Regions from separate parts of the Danio rerio genome. Here region 2 is linked to region 1. The links are chromatin contacts, called in public Micro-C maps. All regions are on one chromosome and are shown on one strand. Each heading gives the region's core, a stretch centred on a gene start, on an enhancer-like site or on the middle of the called end of the contact. The rest is flanking DNA. Distances are from core to core; before and after follow the strand shown. Region 1 overlaps rftn1b (raftlin, lipid raft linker 1b). Region 2 holds the start of si:dkey-82o10.4.

The links. A called contact is a pair of places that touch in the nucleus more often than the background predicts.
Region 2: a Micro-C map of caudal fin shows a contact between it and region 1, with 5 times the contacts expected there. The contact joins the promoter of si:dkey-82o10.4 here to the enhancer-like site in region 1. A contact is called at or near these places in 2 of 18 Hi-C or Micro-C datasets (caudal fin and hematopoietic stem cells).

Annotation. Positions count from the first base shown.
Region 1 is chr16:53,527,061-53,530,690 of GRCz12tu, forward strand. All of the region lies in intron 2 of rftn1b (raftlin, lipid raft linker 1b), which reads right to left. Among named protein-coding and RNA genes, the nearest start is that of plcl2, 11 kb to the right of the region's middle. Within about 2 kb of position 1,656, at least 7 of the 62 cell types and tissues checked have an H3K27ac peak or open chromatin away from gene starts, as enhancers often do. A contact at or near this core is called in caudal fin, where this site is marked.
Region 2 is chr16:54,180,427-54,184,056 of GRCz12tu, forward strand. si:dkey-82o10.4 reads left to right here and starts at 1,900. Exons shown (of 4, transcript NM_001326616.1): 1 at 1,900-2,381. The coding sequence starts at 2,004. It also overlaps a transcript of satb1b not described here.

The DNA.
Region 1 (3,630 bases), core at 406-2,905:
ATTTTATGATTATTATCATTATTATTATTACTATTTATAATTACAACTGCAATACTATAGTTTATTATTATTATTATTATTATATATTTATTATTATTATTAATTACAACAACTGCAATATTATAATTAGTATTTTATTATTATTATTATTAATAATAATAATTACAACAACCAAAATAATGTAACTAGTATATTTTATGATTATTATTATTATTATTAATGATAATAATAATTACAACTCCAATATCATCATTAGTTTATTATTATTATTATTATTATTATTATTATTATTATTATTATTATTATTATTGTTATAATAATAATAATAATAATAATAATTATTATTATTATTATTAATATTAATAATAATTACAACAACAGCAATATTATAATATTTTATTATTATTATTAATATTATTATTATTAATAATAATAATAATAATAATAATAATAATAATAATAAAAAATAGAATGAGAAAAACATTTGCAGTGCCAGTTTAATTAGTATTGTATTAAATTATACTAAATAATAATTATATCATATTATTTTATATAGTCTATATTGTTGCAGGGCGAGGCAGTGACGCAATAGGTAGTGCTGTCGCCTCACAGCAAGAAGGTCGCTTGGTTGCTGGTTCGAACCTCGGCTCAGGAGTTTCTGTGTGGAGTTTGCATTTTCTCTCTGCCTTTGCGTGGGTTTCCTCCAGGTGCTCAGGTTTCCCCCACAGTCCAAAGACATGCGGTACAGGTGAATTGGGCAGGCTAAATTGTCCCTAGTGTATGAGTATTTGTGTGAATGTGTGAGTGGATGTTTCCCAGAGATGGGTTGCGGCTGGAAGGGCATCCGCTGCTAAAAAAAAAAAAAGCTGGATAAGTTGGCGGTTCATTCCGCTGTGGCGACCCCGGATTAATAAAGGGACTAAGCCGACAAGAAAATGAGAAAATGAATATATTGTTGCAAAATGTAAATGTAAATAATGCTCCTTTATTCAGTTATATAAATGACAAAAATAATTAATAGAATAATTTATAGTCCATTACTGCAACATTATTATTATTAATATAAATGTTATTATTATTATTATTCGTAGTAGTAGTGGCAGTATCAGTATCATCAGTATTGTATCAAACTTTAATAATTAGAGACATATTGTTAACTAAACTAATATTATATTATATTATATTATATTATATTATATTATATTATATTATATTATATTATATTATATTATATTATATTATATTGTGGTTTTCAAATTAACCGATTCAAGGAAAGACAGAACAAATAATTAAAATCCAAAACATTTTTAATACAGTGCAAATGTATTATGTAATAAAATATATACACTAATAAAATATATACACTAATAATATATAATTATAATTATGTTGTTAATGATGATGTTAATAAAAATTACATGCATGATTTGCTTAATTATCAAGGAAATCCAGTCAGAGGGTGAACCATATGTTTACCCATGAGATCTAATGCAAAAGTACATGGTGTTTCCTGAAATGGGAACATTTGTGTAACACAGTGTTTGTCCAGCAGGCGCCGCTGCAGTGCTGTTTTACTGTTGTTTATACAGTACTGTGGTTGTTAAACTTTCACCTGTTTGAGAGGCACTTGTTGAAATGTGAAGGTCACGTGCATCAAAACACAATGTGAAGAGGCGGGTTTTATTTCTCAGGGTGGTTAAAGAACAAACAGGCCGTCATATGGAATACACACGGCTGATCTTGATGAAATGTATCTCTCAGTTTCAGACACTACACTATAAGAAATGCTGGGTTCCAAACAATCGATTTGTGTTGGGCCAACATGAATTAAGTGAACTTTTTCATTGTCTTTACAACTGTAATTTGAACATAAAACAATTAAGCTAAAAAAAACCTGAAGAATTGTGTTGTTTCAGCTCGTTTTAAATGAGCGTCTATATTTTTAAAATAATGTAAATAATATGCCTATTTATTTCATTATACAAAAAACATTATTATTAATAAAATAATGTATAATTTCATTTATTTATTTATTTATTTATTGTTAATCTTAATATTATTATTGTTATTATAAAAAATAACAATTACAACAACCGCAATATTATAATTAGATTATTATTATTATTAATAATAATATTATTAGTAGTAGTATTGAATACAACCACAATATTATAAATTAATAATAATAATAATAATAATAATAATAACGACCGGAATATTATAAACTATTATTATTATTTTTTATAATATTATTATCATACGACTGCAATATTATAATTAGTTTATTATCTTTATTATTATTATTATTATTAAATTATTATTATTAATAATAAGGTTAATAATAATAAAAATGTATAATATTGTGGTTGTAATCAATAATAGTAATAATAATTACAACAACCGCAATATTGTAATTAGTATATTTTATGATTATTTTTATTATTATTATTATTACTAATAATAATTACAACTGCAATATTATGATGATGATGAAGATGGTTATTATTATTATTATTATTATTAATTACAACATTATTACTATTATTATCAATAATGTTAAATAACAATATGTAACAGGCTAATTTGAACAAGCAGCAAACTTAATTTTTAGAGTGTACCGAATAATGGCACAATAAAAAACAGCTTAAATAAATGTTTAGTGAATTTTAAAGTCAAAATAATTCATCTCTTATAGTAATATATTATATTTTGTAATATATTATAGATATACAAGGGCAGACTTAGTGATTTGGGGGCCCTAAGTAATTCCAGGTATGGGGAGCTAGCATTAAAAATAATAATAATAATAATAATAATAATAAATAAAAATAAATAAATAAATCCATCTATCTATCTATCTATCTATCTATCTATCTATCTATCTATCTATCTATCTATCTATCTATCTATCTATCTATCTATCTATCTATCTATCTATCTATCTATCTATCTATCTATCTATCTATCTATCTATCTATCTATTTATTTATTATTGTTAATATTAATAATATTATTGTCATTATTATTAATAACAACAATAACAACCGCAATATTATAGTTATATTTATATATTTATTAATATAGTTAATATATTTAATATATTTTAATATTTAAAGGAACCTTTATCTTCCTAATATACAATAAATTCACAAATAATGTTTCAGCCAGACAGCAGGATCGCGGAGGAAGCTGTGTTTCACCGTTTGTCGCAAAGTTAATCTAAGTAAATACATTAACTATCAGACCATTACTGTAGGGCGTCAGGGGTGCCTTTACTAATAATCATCAAACACAAAGAATATGGTCGCCTGAGGACAATACATGTGTCAGGGTGTGTCCCAATGTACTCGAACAGTCATAAATCTTTAACCACTTCCTTTATGTTGTGAATGAATCCTTTATAGAGGGCATGGCTTGGCCACTTGAAGGCAATACATTGAAGGAAAAAGGGTCACACTTTACAATTAGCTTCATTAGTTAATGTTAATTAATGCATTTACTAACATGAACAAACAATGAACAATACATTTACTACAGTATTTATTCATGTTAATAAACGTTAGTTAATGAAAATACAGTTGTTCATTGTTAGTTCGTTAACTCATGGTGCATTAACTAATGTTCACAAGC
Region 2 (3,630 bases), core at 650-3,149, 650 kb after region 1:
TATAACATATAAGCTGTACTAGTTATTGCACCGTTATCGTAAGTTACTTAGTTCGGTAAGCTCCAGATTTGGCTTCAGTACTGACTAATGTAATGTATATGCACAAATAAAATATTGCATAGCTTCCTATTAAAAATATGAATTTAAAAGAGAAGTGAGTGAAGGGTGTACTTATATATGCTGAGCACTGTATGAATATATATATATATATATATATATATATATATATATATATATATATATATATATATATATATATATATACATATATATATATATATATATATATAAATGATATATGCAAATGAAAGCAGAAAATCAAAAAATCTATCACAAAATTTACAAAAACTATAATAATAGTACCACAGGTATTCTTCTGACAATGTTAGCACTACAGCAGTGTTGCTGATACATGCATAAATAATGCAATTTAATTACAGCAAACTAAAATTTCCTTCATAAAATAAAGGAAACAACGTCTGCCAATGTGGTGAGAAATATTAATTTAAAAATAATATTAATTTAAAGGAAGAACTATTCTTTTTAGAAAGCAAGACTTAATATCTGTGAGTTTGTTTCCCAAGTACTTGCATCTTTATTTAGGAAAAATGTTTTTATATGTATAGGTAACTTATTTATCTATTTTTAGTATGGAGAGTTCTGCTGTGACGTGAATTTCCTTTTGGGGATTAATAAAGTCAAAGTCAAGTCAATTGGATATTTATAATAGAAAACCACACTAAAATACTAAATAATACAATAATTTTTGAAGTGCATTGAGAAATACTCACAGTGAGACAACTAGCGTCAATGTAGTCCTGAAAGAAAAAAATTGAAAAAGTTGAATTTGGTGATTGTCGAATTTGGGAAAACTCATTTCATATATGCATTCACATAAATACCCACAGAAATGGAGTAACATTGTTTGTGTGTGTGTGTGTGTGTGTGAGTAACTAAATTGTAAAAAAAAAAAAAAAAATATATATATATATATATATATATATATATATATATATATATATATATATATATATATATATATATATAACTAAAAAAAACAAATAAAATAAAAAACAAAATATTAAAATGAAACCACAATATTCATAAAAAACTTGAAATACGATCTCAGCGATAATACCACAGATCTTCTGACAATGTTAGCACTACAGCAGTGTGGTTGATACATGCAATTTAATTAGAGCAAATTGGAAGCTCTTACATAAAAAAGGGAAACGGCATCTACCAATGAGACGAGATACAGTATTAAAATAATTAAAAGGAAAACTATTTTATATTTGAAAGCAAGACCGAATACGTAGTAAACAAGACTAAAATACAGAATAATATCATCGTTTTTAAAGTGTATTGATTGAGAAATACTCACGGGGGGACAACTAGCCAGAATGTAGTCCTGAAAGCAGAAAAATAGGAAAAGTTTATTGTTTTAATTGTCGAATTTGGGAGAAACTGAATTCATATATGCACTAAAATCCCCAAAACAACATATAATTATATATAAATAGAAGGCTGTGAAGAAAACACATCGAAGAAACGACATTCAGGCATTGAGTTGAGTTTCCAAACAGCTTTAAATGCGTTTATTTTTCAACCGAAGAATGTAACGTTAAGCCTATAACAACAAACAATTATGTGACATTTTTGGGTGGAAATACACATTAAACGCACCCAAAGCCTGAACGCATGTAGTATTTACAACTAATAAATGTCACTTACATTGTGAGGAGAGTTTAAAGTTTATCCATCAGCCTCCTCATGCCATCCAGCGTCTGTGCGTCATAGTGTGCGGGAGCGCGCATGGCATACGCGGGTCTGTGCCTCCATCTACCGGAGAAACTACACAAGTGATGAGAAACCAAAAGCATTATGGGTACAAGTTTCATAAGGGCTACGGAAGCGACGGTGAGGACTGTTTTTCTGTCATTCACTAGTTTTACAATGACCAGTTCGGGATTGCGCAACTTTAATTGTAATGCGCGTCCGTGATGCAACGACTCGCGTGTTTGGCTGCACGTCGGGAACTCGCATCTCTTGCCATTCGGTGGAATAGGAATATTTTGTATCCTAAACACGAGACCCTTTGCCAACCGTGGTGGCATCAGCGCGCGCGCGCTCATGCCATCTGCGTGACCTCTCCAGAGCGCGCATGGCATCACCTGCGCAGACGGTGTGCGCAGTTCAGCGGTCAGCAGCGCAGATATAATAGTAAAGATGCAGACAAGAAGGACTCTGGGCGTCCTGTCATCACCGTGGTGGGCACACCAGACCCCATCCTGTGGATCAGGAATAAAGTCATCTTATTTTTAACCGAACTGTACTTTGGCTTGAAGTTCAATGTGGAGTTTGACAATGGTGTGAAACAGGTTGGTATGATTATGGAGTCGCATTAAAGGGACAGTTCACGCATAAATGAAACTTACAATTTACAATCTTTCAAGTCCACTGAAAAATAAGATTCATTAGATTTGCAAAGATTAAGGTAAGTGGTTGAAAACATAGTAGGAGAAACTATATAGTATGTAACTAAAATACTATGGAAGTCAATGGTTACAGGTTTCCAGTTTTCTTTAAAATATCTAATTTTGTGTTCAACAGAAGAAAGAAACACAAAGGGTGAGTAAATGATGAGAGTTTTCAGTTTTGGGTGCACTGTCCCTTTAAGGGGAAAATCCTCAAACTCTTAAGTAAGGGGTGTCCGAACTTGGGTCCTGGAGGGCTGGTGTCCTGGAGAGTTTAGCACCAACCCTAATCAAACACATCTGAACCAGCTAGTCAAGCTCTTACTAGATATACTAGAAACTTTCTGTTGGAGCTAAACTTAGCAGGACATCGACCCTCCAGAACTGAGTTTGGACACCCCTGACCCCTGACTTATGATGGATTAACTTTTGTTACTGAAATTAAATGTAATAAAGCATTTTAGACCAAAAAAAAATGCAATCACATCCCATGTTGTTCGACTTAATGTAGTACAAAAACAACAAAACATGACAAACATTTAAAAATAAAAATAACATGTGTAAATATACACAATACATGTAATAGGTTGTACTCGTTTATGCTGAGCACTGTATATATAATTAGTAATATACACTCACCGGCCAATTTATTAGGTACACCTGTCCAACTGCTCGTTAACATAAATTTCTAATCAGCCAAACACAAGCAATGCATTTAGGCATGTAGACGGGGTTAAGATGATCTGCTGGAGTTCAAACCAAGCATCAGAATGGGGAAGAAAGGTGATTTAAGTGACTTTGAACGTGGCATGGTTGTTGGTGCCAGATGGGCTGATCTGAGTATTTCAGAAACTGCTGATCTACTGGGATTTTTACGCACAACCATCTCTTGGGTTTACAGAGAATGGTCCGAAAAAGAGAAAATATCCAGTGAGCAGCAGTTCTGTGGACGCAAATGCCTTGTTGATGCCAGAGGTCAGAGGAGAATGGCCAGACTGGTTTCAGCCAATAGAAAGGCAAAAGTAACTCAAAAAAGCACTCGTTACAACCGAGGTCTGCAGAAGAGCATCTCTGAACACACAACATGTCCAACCTTGAGGCAGATGGGCTACAGCAACAGAAGACCACAGGCCACTCCTGTCAGCTAAGAACA